2 separate regions of the Oryctolagus cuniculus genome follow, and region 2 is linked to region 1. A link is a contact called in public Hi-C data. All regions are on one chromosome and are shown on one strand. The core of a region is the stretch at or near the end of the contact, and the rest is flanking DNA. Distances in the headings are between cores, read along the strand shown. Region 1 has its middle 50 kb from the start of STARD13. Region 2 overlaps STARD13 (StAR related lipid transfer domain containing 13).

The links. A called contact is a pair of places that touch in the nucleus more often than the background predicts.
Region 2: a contact with region 1 is called in a Hi-C map of liver, with 9 times the contacts expected there. The contact joins two enhancer-like sites. A contact is called at or near these places in 5 of 6 Hi-C or Micro-C datasets (ear pinna, embryonic fibroblasts, liver and 2 more).

The regions. Positions count from the first base shown.
Region 1 is chr9:80,498,806-80,506,198 of mOryCun1.1, forward strand. No RefSeq gene overlaps it. Among named protein-coding and RNA genes, the nearest start is that of STARD13, 50 kb to the right of the region's middle. Within about 2 kb of position 4,711, at least 2 of the 8 cell types and tissues checked have an H3K27ac peak or open chromatin away from gene starts, as enhancers often do.
Region 2 is chr9:80,696,899-80,703,922 of mOryCun1.1, forward strand. The region is part of intron 1 of STARD13 (StAR related lipid transfer domain containing 13); the gene reads left to right. Among named protein-coding and RNA genes, the nearest start is that of STARD13, 150 kb to the left of the region's middle. Within about 2 kb of position 1,518, at least 1 of the 8 cell types and tissues checked has an H3K27ac peak or open chromatin away from gene starts, as enhancers often do.

The DNA.
Region 1 (7,393 bases), core at 3,461-5,960:
TGTGTTCATTGTGTCGTCAGCAACCTGTGTCTATCTGCTTCTGATTCATCTGACCAAATCGGGAGGATGAGGTTAAAATTTAGGTGGCCTTTCACAGCATTTTACTCTTAGTTTAGCCTCTTGTCAGCTCATCAAACTGCCCCACCGCACATCGTTGTCTCATACACCAAGTCCAACACAAGCAACCCAGTGAGATTACATGATCATGGACCTCTGATTCCTCCTGGTCGTGAGATGCTGATTACAGCATTCAGCAACACTGTGGACCCTACTCCAGACCTTCATAATAAGGTACTGGCAGTCTAATGGAATCATGTTGTGTTACAAAGGAAGATGAAAATGTTAACAGGTGACTCAAAAGATTATGGAGAGCTGGAAAAATGTATTATCAGACAGGTCAACCTAATTTAGGAGGTCCAGGAAGATTTTCTGAGGAAAGAACATTCAATTTGAGATCTAGGGGGTGAAAAAGTTATCCAGCATGAAGAAGAATATTCTAAACTTCTAACACAAGAAGAAAGATGGAATGAAGAACTGATAAATAGTGGGGCTGAAAAGAGAGAGGGACTAAGAGCCAAAGCAAGAGAGGACTAGATATTATATAGGATATAATAAGAGTGAGTCCAAAGTAGATACGTAGTGTAGAGACCACTATAACATTTAGAATAGAAATTGTGTGGTTTTAGACTAGGATGTAAAGGTAAAGAGAGCTGGACCTCTTGAGGGCATAACGAACACTGAGGATCCATCATGCATGGTGGGTGAGGGAGAGAAGGATGTTGCTGTCTTATGTACATGGATGGATGGCACCAACATTCATGGAGCTAGTGGCCATTAGGAGAAAATAGAGTTGCTGGGAAAGGGGAAAAAGAAATGTGTTTGAGGCTTTCCTGAATTTGAAGCATCTGTTAAGTGTCTAAGTAGCAATGCTGAGTAAACCACTGGCCTGGGAATCCAGTGAAAGGTCTATGTGGGAATGTAAATTTGATAGTAATTAATATATAAGTGCTATCTGAAGCCATTAGAGAACATGAGGTTCCCTAAGGAGAACACATAGAAAGACACAAAACTTAAAAAAAATAAGAAGTTTTCTGATCAAGCCTTAAAGGGCTCCAATATTTAAAAACTAGTTAGGCAATCACATATTAGAAAAATTAAAAATACTGAATGATAACTGGTAGGGCATATTATCCAAGAAGTCAAGAGGTAATATTAGAAAGGAGGAAATTCTCAGTGGAATAGCATAATGAGGAGCCAACTAAATGAAAGCTAAAAAGTCTTTGTCATTTAAGTACATAAAAGTCTTTGATGATCTCACCGAGAGCATTTGGAGTGTGAATACCAAGAATGGCATAATGACAGCATGAGTTATTAGGGCTCTTTTGACTGGTGTGATCAAATGTCCGGCATTGTCCAGGACAGTGCCAGTTTGGCCCAGAGTCCTGGAGGAATTATTAATATCTCCCTCTTTCAGTCCCAGATGTGTCTTGGTTTGAATGATAAATTATGTATCACCCTATGTGAAGGGCAGGAGAAGGGTGGCAGCTGGAGCAGAGACTGGCATGGGTAGCCAACCTTAGTCCTCTGCACAAAGGATTGACAGCATGGAGCTGTGAATGAACTCATATTTGAAGACAGGCAGCCCTGAGAACAAGTCTTCGTTCTACCATTTACTGGCTGTGGGTTCTTAGACATGTTTATTCAAGCTGTCTGAGGCTAATAGGACTTAAATACAGTTCAGTATGACAGTGAGGATTTTGCGCAAAGGGCTGACATAGAGTGTTCAGCAAAGATGAGTTCCCTCGTCTGTGTCCCTGTGGGGAGCAACTCGGACTATACTGTTACTGGAATTAAGACTTATTCTATACATCTGCTCTCCCACAATATGGCGCTGGGAGAGGAGCAAACAGCTTCTACCCAGCTGCCTCTCACCAACTTGACAAGCTGCAGGAGCTGCTCCTGATTGGAGGAGAGCAGCGCTCGGCGTGTGGGTAGCAGAGCACGGATTGGTGGAGAGGACTATATAGGAGGAGAGAGACGGCATGGTGGTGTGGGTTGGTTGGAGAGTGCGTTGGAGAGTTCGCGGGGAAGTTCGTTGCTTCGTTCTTTCTCATTTCTCTCTACTCATTCTTGCTTTGGGAATTTGCTGTTTACTTATTCTTACTTTACTATAGAAAGGACTTGTAAAAAAGGGAACAACAAGCGTCCGGTCCGGTGCAGCTCCTCTGCGTGCGGAGGAGCAGCAGTCCCCTACAATTTGTCCTTTTTCCCAAGTTGTAACAGCTCTGCTTCATTCCCTTCTCTCTCTTTTACCTTTCTTCCTCATCCTCCTCACCCTAAAGTTAACAGCACTGTGTGAAAGAGGAAGTTCTTATTTGTAAATTTCTGATGAAGCACTTGTCTTCATCACGTTTCATTCTTCAGAATAGTTGGTAACCTTAGCCTCAATCCTACTGTTACTGTTGCTGAGCAAGTGTATCGATCCCCGACTTTCTCATGTCAGTACACTTCAACTGGCACTGAGTGTTGCTTGTACCCCATACAGGAACTGTTGAGCGATTCCATGCAAGTGTGTGTAACATAATCCATTTTCTCAAGAACAATCTCTTTCAGAAAGACAACGCACTGTGTGTAACAATCCTGCTGCTATGGTTCCTAATATTTCTGTTTCTGGCCACCATTTATTGGACACTTTATACACACTGAGCTGGGCAACTAGCATACATGATTGCACTGATTCTTTATCTTGTGCCAGATATTTTGATGGTGATTCAATTTTACAAGCAAGGAAGACTGTGGTTCAAAGAAGTTAGGCAAACTGTTCAGAATTACATAACTTGTAAAGGTCTAAACTAAGGTCTGGATCTTGATCCATCTGACACTGAAGTCTAGGATCTTTCCATTTCTCAGGAGAACAGAAACTATACGAAATGTCATTTCCATATTTCACAATTAAGGGGCCAGCACTGTAGTGTAGCAGATAAAGCCACCGTCTGCAGTGCTGGCATCCCAAATGGGTACTGGTTCAAGTCTCAGCTGTTCCACTTCCAATTCAGCTCTCTGTTAATGCACCCGGGAAAGCAGTGGTAGATGGTCCGAGTCTTTGTGTGCCTGCATTCACCTGCGACACTGGAAGAAGCTTTTGATTCCTGGCTTCAGATCAGCCCAGCTCTGGCCATTTGGGGAGTGAACCAGTGCATGGAAGATTCTCTCTCCCTCTCTCCCTCTCTCCCTCTCTCCCTCTCTCCCTCTCTCCCTCTCTCCCCCTCTCTTCCTCTGCCTCTCTATAACTCTGCTTTTCAAATTAATTAATTAATTAATCTTTAAAAAAATTTCACAATTAAAAAGTTTTGTGCTGGCGCCATGGCTCACTAGGCTAATTCTCCGCCTGCGGTGCCTGCATCCCGGAGCGCCGGATTCTGTTCTGGTTGCTCTTCTTCCAGTCCAGCTTTCTGCTGTGGGCCAGGAAGGCAGTGAAGGATGGCCCAAGTGCTTGGGCCCTGCACCTGCATGGGAGACCAGGAGGAAGCACCTGGCTTCTGGCTTTGGATTGGCGCAGCGCGCTGGCCATAGCGGCTATTTGGGGGGTGAACCAACAGAAGGAAGACCTTTCTCTCTGTCTCTCTCGCTCTCTCTCACTGTCTAACTCTGCCTGTCCAAAAAAAAAAAAATTTAAATATTAAAAAAAAGAAAAGTTAATGTGTCACCTGTACAGATTGCTTGAAATGTGTAATTACAAAACAAACAAAAACCAAATTCTAAAAGTGTAAAAATGTGCTCTCTTCACATGTAGAAATATGAAGTTTTCAGAAAGTTCATGGAAAATGCATATTTTGAAAAAATCCTGTGTGTGCACTTCAAAAATTTTTCACATCAAAATAAAGATATCTTTTAATTCCATTTTCCCACAGACTTTTTGAAGTGTTCTCATAGTAGCACACTATGGGCAAAGACAAGGCATGCAATCACCGAGCACACAGTAAGTGCTCAGGAAACAAAGAAGGCATCTAGTGTTAGTATTATGGCACAGCAGGTTAAGCCACTGCTTGTCACACTAGCATCCCATACTGGAGGGAGTCCCAGCTGCTCTGCTTCTGATCCAGCTGCATGCTAATGCACCTAGGGAGGCCACAGAAAATGGCTCAAGTACCTGGACTCCTGCCACCCCTGTGGGAGACTCAGATGGAGCTATTGCAGCCATTTAGGGAGTGAACCAGTAGATGGATGATCTCTCTCTCTCTCTCTCTCCATCTCTATCTCTATCTCTCTCCCTCTCCCCCTCCCTCTCTGACTTTCAAATAAACAAATAATCTTAAAAAAATTAAGAGGAAGCACCCATTGCAAACTAAACGCACCAGGGAAGGCCACATAAAGAGGTGAGACTTGAGTGACCAGGAAGGATTGGTTAGGATATTTTTAAAGATGGGCGACGTGTTCCACAACCTGTCCAGACAGAAATGTTTCCTAAAGGATTAAAAGCATAGATGTCCACAGCCCCTGCTCTCCTCAGCCTTGTTTAAAGCAAAATTTCACTTAAATGTGCATGGAGTCTAATGAGACAGAATCCATCATGCTGCAGCGCAATAGCTCCAAGTTTCCCTGACCTGAACTCCCACTTTACAAACACAAGCAGGTGCCGAGCATTCAGAACGACCGAGTTCACTGCAGTTTACTGGTAGCACATTACTCGTTTCCGTTGCTGCCTCCAGCACTGAAGTGGTACAGCCTCTAGCATGATTTACAGTGCCTACTTAGCGCCTAGCCGAACGATGCTTCACCTTCATCACTGCTCAAAGACAGGCTTGGCAACTGGGTCATCTTCTGCCAATCAGGGCTGATTGATAACAAGCTCACCTCAGCCTGGCTTCACGCCTTTCATCTGAGCAAGACAGCAACTCTTCTTGGAAAAGATGCAGCTTTCTTCCACAGGAGCAGGGCACGCAGGCACAGCTAGGGCAGGGCGGGAGGAGAAGGTCAGCGTTTGAGTTCCGGTGCGGGGAGAGAGGTGAACCTGGTGAATTAGGTCCTATACCACGTGATGTGAAGAGTCCCACGTTCATGACCCACGGCTGACATCAGGGGTGGGGCCACAGCAGGCTTGCTTTGTCCAGCCAAGCAGGCACCACTTTACGGGCAAGCCTTCTGGAAACTGTTGATATCATTAGTGGGTGTGGTTCCCGGCACTTTTCCCGCCTTTCTTCTGAAAACAGGCAGGCTATTCTTCTACACAAGAATTCTCGTTCTGTGTTCCAAGAAAGCTTTCCATGGATCTGTGGACAGCTTCAAAACTGCGGTTCAGGCTACAGGAACTTTTGCAAGAATGTTATTTTCCTTCATAACTTACATGGAGAGTAAGAAATATTCTGAAACCATTTTCTGCTAACTTTCAATTTGCCATGGCTTGTAGCATGGTTGTCCGCCTAAGAGAACCCCCGCAGCATGCTGTAAAACAGTGAACTGCCTGGAAAGAAAGAGCTCCAAGGAGATCATCAAAATGGCTTTAAAAGATCCGTTTATTTTGGTGCAAAAATGTTGAAATCCGTACCTATGAAGGGTCTATAAAATCTTCATGGAAAAATATGTATCAGAAACAAAATACACCTAATTTTCCAAAAAATAAAATTTTTTTAAATATATATTTATTTGAAAGACAGAGTTACAGAGAGAGGTAGAGATAGAGAGATACAGGTCTTCCATCCACTGGTTCACTCCCCAGATGGCTGCAACAGCTGGAGCTGCGCCGATCCAAAGCCAGGAGCCAGGAGCTTCTTCCAGGTCTCCTGAATGGGTGAAGGGACCCACGGACTTGGGCCATGTTCTACTGCTTTCCTAGGCTGTAGCAGAGAGCTGGATGGAAGAGGAGCAGCTGGGACTAGAACCGGCGCCCATATGGGATGACGGTGCTTCAGGCCAGGGCTTTAACCTACTGCGCCACAGCACTGCCCCCCCCCAAATATTTTGCATCAAAATAAACATATCTTTTAGTTTTACTTTTATGAACTCTTTGAAGTAACTTTGTATACAGGGGTGGGTATTGTTAGGAAAAGAGTCACAGATTGGTGTATCGCAGATTGCCCATGAGAGTATTTCGGGCATGGAAAGCCATGACACTCTGGAAAAAAAAAAAAAAGAAGAAGAAGAAGACCTAAATGAAAGATCTCTGCAAGTGAGATCCCAGTAGAAAGAACGGGCCATCAACAAAGGAGGTACCTTTCTCTGAAGGGAGGAGTGAACTTCCACTTTGACTATGACCCTGTCGGAATAAGATCGAAGTCGGTGAACTCAAAAGGCTTCCATAGCCTTGGCAACTCATGACTAGAGCCTAGGGAGATTACTGACGCCATAAACAAGAGTGTCAAATTGTTAAGTCAACAACAGGAGTCACTGTGTACTTACTCCTCATGTGGGATCTGTCCTTAATGTGTTGTCCAATGTGAAGTAATGCTATAACTAGTACTGAAACAGTATTTTACACTATGTGTTTCTGTGTGGGTGCAAACTGATGAAATCTTTACTTAATATATACTAAATCGATCTTCTGTCTATAAAGATAATTGAAAATGAATCTTGATGTGAATGGAATGGGAGAGGGAGCAGGAGATGGGAGGGGTGTGAGTGGGACGGAAATTATGGGGGGGGGGAAGCCATTGTAATCTATAAACTGTACTTTGGAAATTTATTTTACTAAATAAAAAATAAAAATAAAAAAGTTATTATCTTAGCACAGTAACTTGAAATTGTAGATGGGGTAAACAATAGCAGACACACTTGGAAGACTACACTCTCCTTTTACAACTAAAAGTAACAATAATGAGGCTTCTAACAGACTTTCTGGGTAAAACTTTCTGCACGGTCAATCCCAACAGGGTCCTGAATACAGGTGGTTTGCTATTTTCTAGTCCTACAATGAGGTGTAGGTTTTAAGGTCCCTGACTCAATTTTCCAGGTGGTTTCAGAGACAAAGAATTGCTAATTTGTTATACTAATCTTGACATTTCAAATTTTAATTGGAAACAGTCTTTTTAAATTAGTCATATTCTCATTGGGGGGAAAACTCTGACAAGTGGTAAATTTGGTTAGATTGTATTTTGATTTTTTGGCTTATAAAATATGGTTCTTCAGCCCCAATGATAGTCATCTATTAAATTCTCAGCTCACCCCATAGTGAAGATGAAAAAGTATATATATGAGGGTGCTTCAAACAGCTCATAGAAAATTGAATTAATAGATAAGTTTATTTTGGTACAAATTTGAAATCCATAAATAATATGCATTTCCATGAATGTTTTGAAGACTGCCCTCATATGAATCTACAGCTCTGCTTGGAGAAAACAAATATTTTAACCAGGCTCACATAGAACTGCCAGAGGTTTTATTTAAAAAAAAACTTTAA
Region 2 (7,024 bases), core at 268-2,767, 190 kb after region 1:
CACTGAAACTGATTTTGTCCATCAGAAACAAACCAGAAGACAACAAGGACTTTCTGTCTTGCTTCTAGAGATGTTTATGGAGCCTCCTGGAAGCCTTGCCACAGATTGCTTCCTGTGATATACCCTTAGTTCTCTCTAAGTTTACCTAACTGTTGTCTTCTGCACAAGGAACACCTTCTGTGCTTGGTGAGGGATCAGGGTAATTCTGTTAATAAGTCAAACATGACTATGCTGTAGCAGTAAATTCAGTCTGTCAACTTTGTTATTCTTACAACAGAAACACCTGCTCTAGTCAGGTAGAAAGACATCCTTTTCTTTAATAGAGTAATACAGACTTCGCAGGTACAGAAAGAATTGATTTCTTACTGTAATGTCAGGAATGATTCTATAAAAACATAGCTCACAACTATGGGAGTGCTGTAGAAAACTCCAAATTACCAGGACTTAATTCCAGATACCCCATTTCCTACATGGATGGAATTGTGCAAGTGACTTAATTTTTTGAACCTCGGAGTTCCTGATTCATTAAAGATGTCTGCTTCCCAGGGTAGTTCTTGAGTTTTTGTGTTTTTTTTTTTAAATACTGTTTCTAAAGAATTTGATGTGTGTGTGCTTAGGTTCTACTATTAATAAAATTATTATTTTAAATGTTGAGGTTTTTGCCAAGCAGAGTTAGAGAGATCGAGAGATCGAGAGAGAGAGAGAGCTTCCATCCATTGGTTCACTTACCAAATGGCCACAATGGCTGGGTCTGAAGCCAGGAGCCTGGAACTCCAACTGGGTCTCCCACTTGGCTGCAGGGGCGCAAGCACTCAGGCCATCTTCTACTGCTTTCTCAGGTGCATTACCGTGGAATTAGATAGAAAGTGGGGCAGATGAGACTCCAAACTGACACTCCTATTGGATGCCAGTGTCTCAGGAAGTGGCTTAACCCTCTTCACCACAATCCTGGCCCCAATAAAATTATTTGCATGGAAAGGTACTTTTAACTTAAGGGGGGAATGATTAGCAATAACTTCTTTGCAGAACCCAAAATATATCCAGATTTATGCCTATCACAAAGGCCTTTTTTATTTTTATTCAATAAATAGTGATTGGATCCCTATTAAATTCTAAATACTGCATTAACATACTAGAGCACAAAAACAGTGAAACAGTAAGCTGCCTCAGCTATGTAAATAATCTGTCCTTTTTATTAAAAGCCATGGTCTGAACTGTTCTGAAACTGTTTTATCATCCGTAGTGTTCAAGTGTCAGATTTTATGGTATTTATTATCTTGCTGCTATTTAATAAATCCTCAAATACTTTTTGTAGCCTAAAATATAATTTACTATAATAGAATGAAATAAAATTTGACAGTTTATTTAACCTACAATAGAATTTAATAGAAAGAAACTCTAATACGAATGACACCAAGAAAATTTTGTTCCTGTACACCATTTGAACAGTGCAGCAAGGCAGTTCCTTGGAAGACTATGACAGGGTGAAATCTGAGCTTTCCTCCAGTGTATTAATAACTAGTCTGAGTTGTACAGAGATTGGAGGAAAGGGTGTCATCAGACATCCCAGGAGAGTTCTGTGTAGTATGCTGAGGGAAGCAATTTCTTCTTTCTTTAAACATGAGAACCAGAACAATTGAACGTTCATTACAAGAGCTCTCTGCCAGTCTTTCTGTTTATAGGATTTGTTCTAGTCCTTGGTGAGTTGTAGACCCCTTAAATGGAAGACATTTGGCTTCATTTTTTTGTCATGTCTACTCTCATACACACCCCTAATCTCTACTTAATTCTTTTCTTACCAATGGAGTATAGTATGTTAAGTAGTAAATATGAATTCTCAGATCCAGTAGGAGACTTGTCCTGTGATAAGAAAATTTATTTCAAAATCAAATATTCTATTTCCTGAGGTTATTTTTTATTTTATAATTTGTGTTAATCTTCCTAATCCATAGAATAAGCAAATCCGACTTAGAGTGGATAAATTTCTTACTTATTGACCATAAAATGATCCAAATTACATTTGCATTGTTCAAATTTCCTAATTTCCTCACTTTAAAAATACATATGATATAATGGCATGTGGCATTCATGGCAATACAATTTAATCATCTTGTTGACCATTGGCTTAACGGTCATATATATTAATTTTATTTACCCACACACACACAAATAAAGTATCAAATCTAAAGTCACTTTTCTGTAACCCTGCTCTATTAATGTCTCAAAACCTACCAGATGCTCTTCTTCTAGGTCATGATGATGGCTAGCTGGGTGTTAAATCCAGCTACTATAAGGAGTTCTGTAAGGAGATACTTAGTTCCTTTACAGTACAATAATTTAAGTATAGATTTTTCTGGCAGTCATCTTTTTATAAAGTGCTTAGGTGGAATTAGTACAACAAATGTGTCTTTTATTTTCTTGAATGGAGTTATTGTAGAGAAATAAGAAGAAGCCATAAATAAGGGAGCAAAGTTCCCTTTATCCCCAAAACACAAATAGTCATTGTGGGCTGGAGTACATTAACTTCAGCTTCTGTGATAAAGAACATAAGTTTTTTTATGTTCAAAATAAAGTTGAACTTAGTGAAAAACAACCAACATATTCTAAGAACTTTCTTCCCCTTTGAAGCAGGCCTTTAATTCTTATAACTGAATTTTTTCAAAATCAGAATCGTAAATTTACGTTTTTCTCTTTCAATTATCTACTGCTTTAAATTTTACTTTTAAATTACTAAAAAAAAAAGTATCCTTAATTGATTGTCTTTAATTCTCCATGGAAAACTTAAAATGCAAGGTGTCCTTTACTTGTATTAATTTGAAATTGTTATAGTTCAAAAATAATATACAATTTCTAAACTTTTAAAGCATCAATATTTCATTTAAATGAAAACTTAGATCTCAAATTTCTACATAGTGCTTTTTACAAACTTTGTTTTTGGCTGGTAAGATTTGGATTTATGTAATAAAGAAGCCCATTTTGCTTCTACTTGTATTTTGCCCACAACTTGGAAAAATCATTAATTACAAAAAGTCTGCTCTCATCAAGAAAATGGTGCGTTTTAATTTTGTTCACTTTCCATCTTTGACGTTAATGTTTTGTTTGTAATGAATAATTTGGAAGATGGATAACCACTTCTGGAATAATGCTAAAACAGGACCAGTCACTACTCTCATGGACTTTAAGTAGGCACTTAGTAATCAGAATAAAAAGAAGATAAGAACAAAGATCATTGAAATGTTTCAGAACTATTTTAAACAGTGTTTCAACAGTGTATTCTGCATTTAAAGGAACTACACAAGAAAATAAAAGGTTCTTTTCCTCCTGTATAACATTGTACATGATTACAAAATGCAAGCATAAAAATGCATGGAAATAAAGGAAAGCATGTAGTTCCAAATATCTTTCAAACAAGAATTACAAGACTAAATTAAATATTTGACAAGAAAGAAAACTTTATAAAAATGTTGAATTCCAAAGTCAACCTGCTGAATTACATTTAAAACCAGACAGAGGCATACGTTTCTCACTGTCTTACTTTTCACCATTTTCCTTGTTTTGCACAGAACATACTTCCACTCCTTAGAGGTAACTTTACACACATCAAAGCATCATCCAGTTAAGTCATGTCTCCCACTGAGCTCCAGTACCCTTCCAAAGATTTTCCACAGTTTGATACCGCAACATAATGCATTTTTTTTAAAAAAAGGCCTAGTGCTTTGTTAGATGTCTCTAGGACGTACAGTAGACATATGTTCTATTGATAATGAGCAATATGATACTGATATTAGAGAAAGTGCAACATGCACTCAATTAACAAAACAGGCTTTCATTGCCTTCCCAATATCTATTGTGATATTTTAACTCCACTTATCTCTATTTATTGATCAGAAATCAATAGTTTTTGGAAAATTCTATAGCAACATTTCTGACCACTATTCCAGTGAATATAAAGTAAGTATATTAGGCCCTTTCTTTCTAGGATCCTTGAGAATAATTACTCCTGTAATAGGAAATTCCTGATGATAAAGTAAGCAGTGGTATTTCTTAAACATGATAGCAAAGAAAGTCATGATAGCAAACACCATTTGCTAAGTGCTTATCATGTAGCTGGAGCTTTGTATATGCCTTCTGTATTAGTTCTCACAGTTAGGACTTCTGGGGAAGGCTCCAGTTAGAAGTGAGATTTGCTCAGGAGTTGGAAGGTTTGACTGACATCCAACATCAGGAAACTATAAAAAAATTTTTGGCTTAGGATCACATGATCCAACCATGTACCTCCTAGCTTATTACAAGTTATATTGGAAGGGCCGGCACTGTGGCATAGAGGGCTAAGCCTCTGCCTCCAGTGCCGGCATCCCATATGGGCACCTATTCAAGTCCCAGCTGTTCCACTTCCAATCCAGTTCTCTGCTGTGGAATGGGAAAGCAGTAGAAGATGGCCCAAGTGTCTGGGCTCCTGCACCCACATGGGAGACCCAGAAGAAGACCCTGGCTCCTGGTTTTGGATCACCCAGCTCCTGCCATTTGGCCATTTGTGGAGTGAACCAGCAGATGGAAGACCCTTCTCTCTGTCTTGCCCTTTCTCTGTAACTTTACCTCTCAAATAAATAAATAAATCATTTTTAAAAAGTTATATTGGCATACATTTGCCAGAGATAATCATTTTACTGTATAGAAATAACTTGAGAGGGTGAACAAAGAGATTTTTACTGTCATTTCTTCATGTCTCTTTAGTCGATGATTTCTTACCCACTTTTTGAATGATTTCTCAGGTAGGTCCCACAGCTTTTTAATTCTCAAATAACAGAAGAGTCTGTGGCTACTTTGGGGTATAAGAACAGTCTCATTTAAGTATTAAAAAAATCTCCATATGAGTTCATACAATTCAGTAAAAAAAAAAAAATGGGGGCAAGAGGGAGAATAGAGACTGTTCATGCAAAAAATAAATGTTTTTGGTACTCACAGTGGTGGTAATATTGGTATATTTTGAGTCTGTTGCATATGTAATGTGAAGGGAAAACAAATAATTGGGTGTTCTAGTTCTGTCATGGCTTGCATCTTTGAGAACTAAAATTTTTAGTGTAGAAGAAAGTACATACATATATACTAGATGATAAATTTTGTAAATGTTCTGTGGTCTTAAATTTGAATTGCAAGATTGGAAGTATCCATATGAACTCATAATGTATCTTGCCTGACCCCACCCCGCTGCTCACTTGCTCACTCTATCTCCATCTCTATCTTGCTTTGAAAACGCCTAGAAACAATGACCAACCCCGTGGCATTGATTATTCTTATTGCCCAGATTGTGTTCTTAAATACAATACCTCATGAAAAGAAGCCAGGGCTTGTTGGTAAAAATTCTAATTCTAGGTTTACAGAAGTTCAGGATGAGCAGCTTGTCATGCTGCAGCTGGGTAGCTATCAAGCACTACTAGGGTTTTAGGAGTCAAGTAGAAAAAGTCTCCACTGGTCATAGATAAGACAATTTGAGCTCTCGTCACAATATTGGAATGCATTAATTATATTTAAATCCATAATATTTTTAAAAATGAGAGCTGATCACTTTTGGAGGATGAAAAGCACTCAATGCATTAGCTTGAAAACTATGCTTTTTTTTTTTTTTTTTTTTTTTACTATCTGTGTAAACTGTAACAGTGGGTAACCAAATAGTAAGTAAGGGAAGGCATCTCTGTGTGAATATATATGAACTCATAAATTAAAAAGAAAAGAATTAAAATAACACTGTGTTGCAATACCTAGTGAATGAATAGAGATATTTAGCATTAGTGTCTGCTAATATAAAAAACACAATCATACATTAGAGGTTTCTTGATGGAAGCACTCAACACTGCTAATGATCTTGCCATAGAGGTTGATTGAACCCAACTCTTAACTCTTATCTGTCTTCTGTTTTTCAGTATCTAAATAAGTTGAAGTCTATTAGGTATGCAACTTGCAAAATCCACACTGGAAAACGCTTGTGTTTTTCTACAGATAAACTGTGACAAAAAATTTTTTATAGATGAAAAGAGACTTAAAATTATATATCAAAATGTTATAAAGGGAGAAGACTACACTTTAGTGTCTAAGGATGCATGTTTGAGTTATAAAGCTATGAAAAATACAAGAAACAAATTACTGTGAAAGGATAATTTTTACTTATAGGGCGAAATGGAGATTTTAGTGGATATAGAGTATGTGGGGGGATTTGCATTGAGTGGTGTTCAGTATTCACCTGTTTTTATGAATATTTTTACAACAAAAATATTTGGGAAAACATTCATTAAAAAAAAAGAGGGGGTGCAGAGGCAATGGAAAGTGATGCTCAAATTTAAAATATTGGTGGGCTGGCATTGTGGCGTAGTGGATAAAGCTGTGGGCATCCTATATGGGCAATGATTTTAGTCCTGGCTGTTCCGCTTCCAATCCAGCTCCCTGCTAATGGCCTGGGAGAGCAGCAGAAGGTAGCCCAAGTACTTGAACGCCTGCACCCATGTGGGAAAACTGGAAGGAACTCCAGGCTCCTGGCTTTGGCTTGGCCCAGACCTGGCTGTTGTGGCATTTGGAGAGTGAACAAGTGGATGAAAGATTCTCTCTCTCTCCCTCCCTCCCTCTCTTTCTGTGACTTTTCCAAATAAATAAATCTTTAAAATTAAAATACTGGGATATTGATGACTGTTAATGCATGTCTAAAACTCTTTGATACTTATATTGGATGCCTGTAACTTCCTTGTAACATTCTCAGTTGCAAAATAAGGCAATACAAAAATAAATGGAAGGGGGCAATTGGTATAGTGATTAAGACACTGCTTGGGATGCCCGCATAACATATTGTAGTGCCTCAGTTTGACTCCAGCTCTGCTCTTGAATATGGCTTTCTATTAATGTGTACTCTGGAAGGCAGTGGTGATGGCTTAAGTTCTTGGGTCCCTGCCATCCACCTGGGAAATCTGGGTTGAGCTCTGGAATCCTGGCCTCAACCTGACTCAACCATGGCTATTGCAGGCATTTGGGGTGTGAG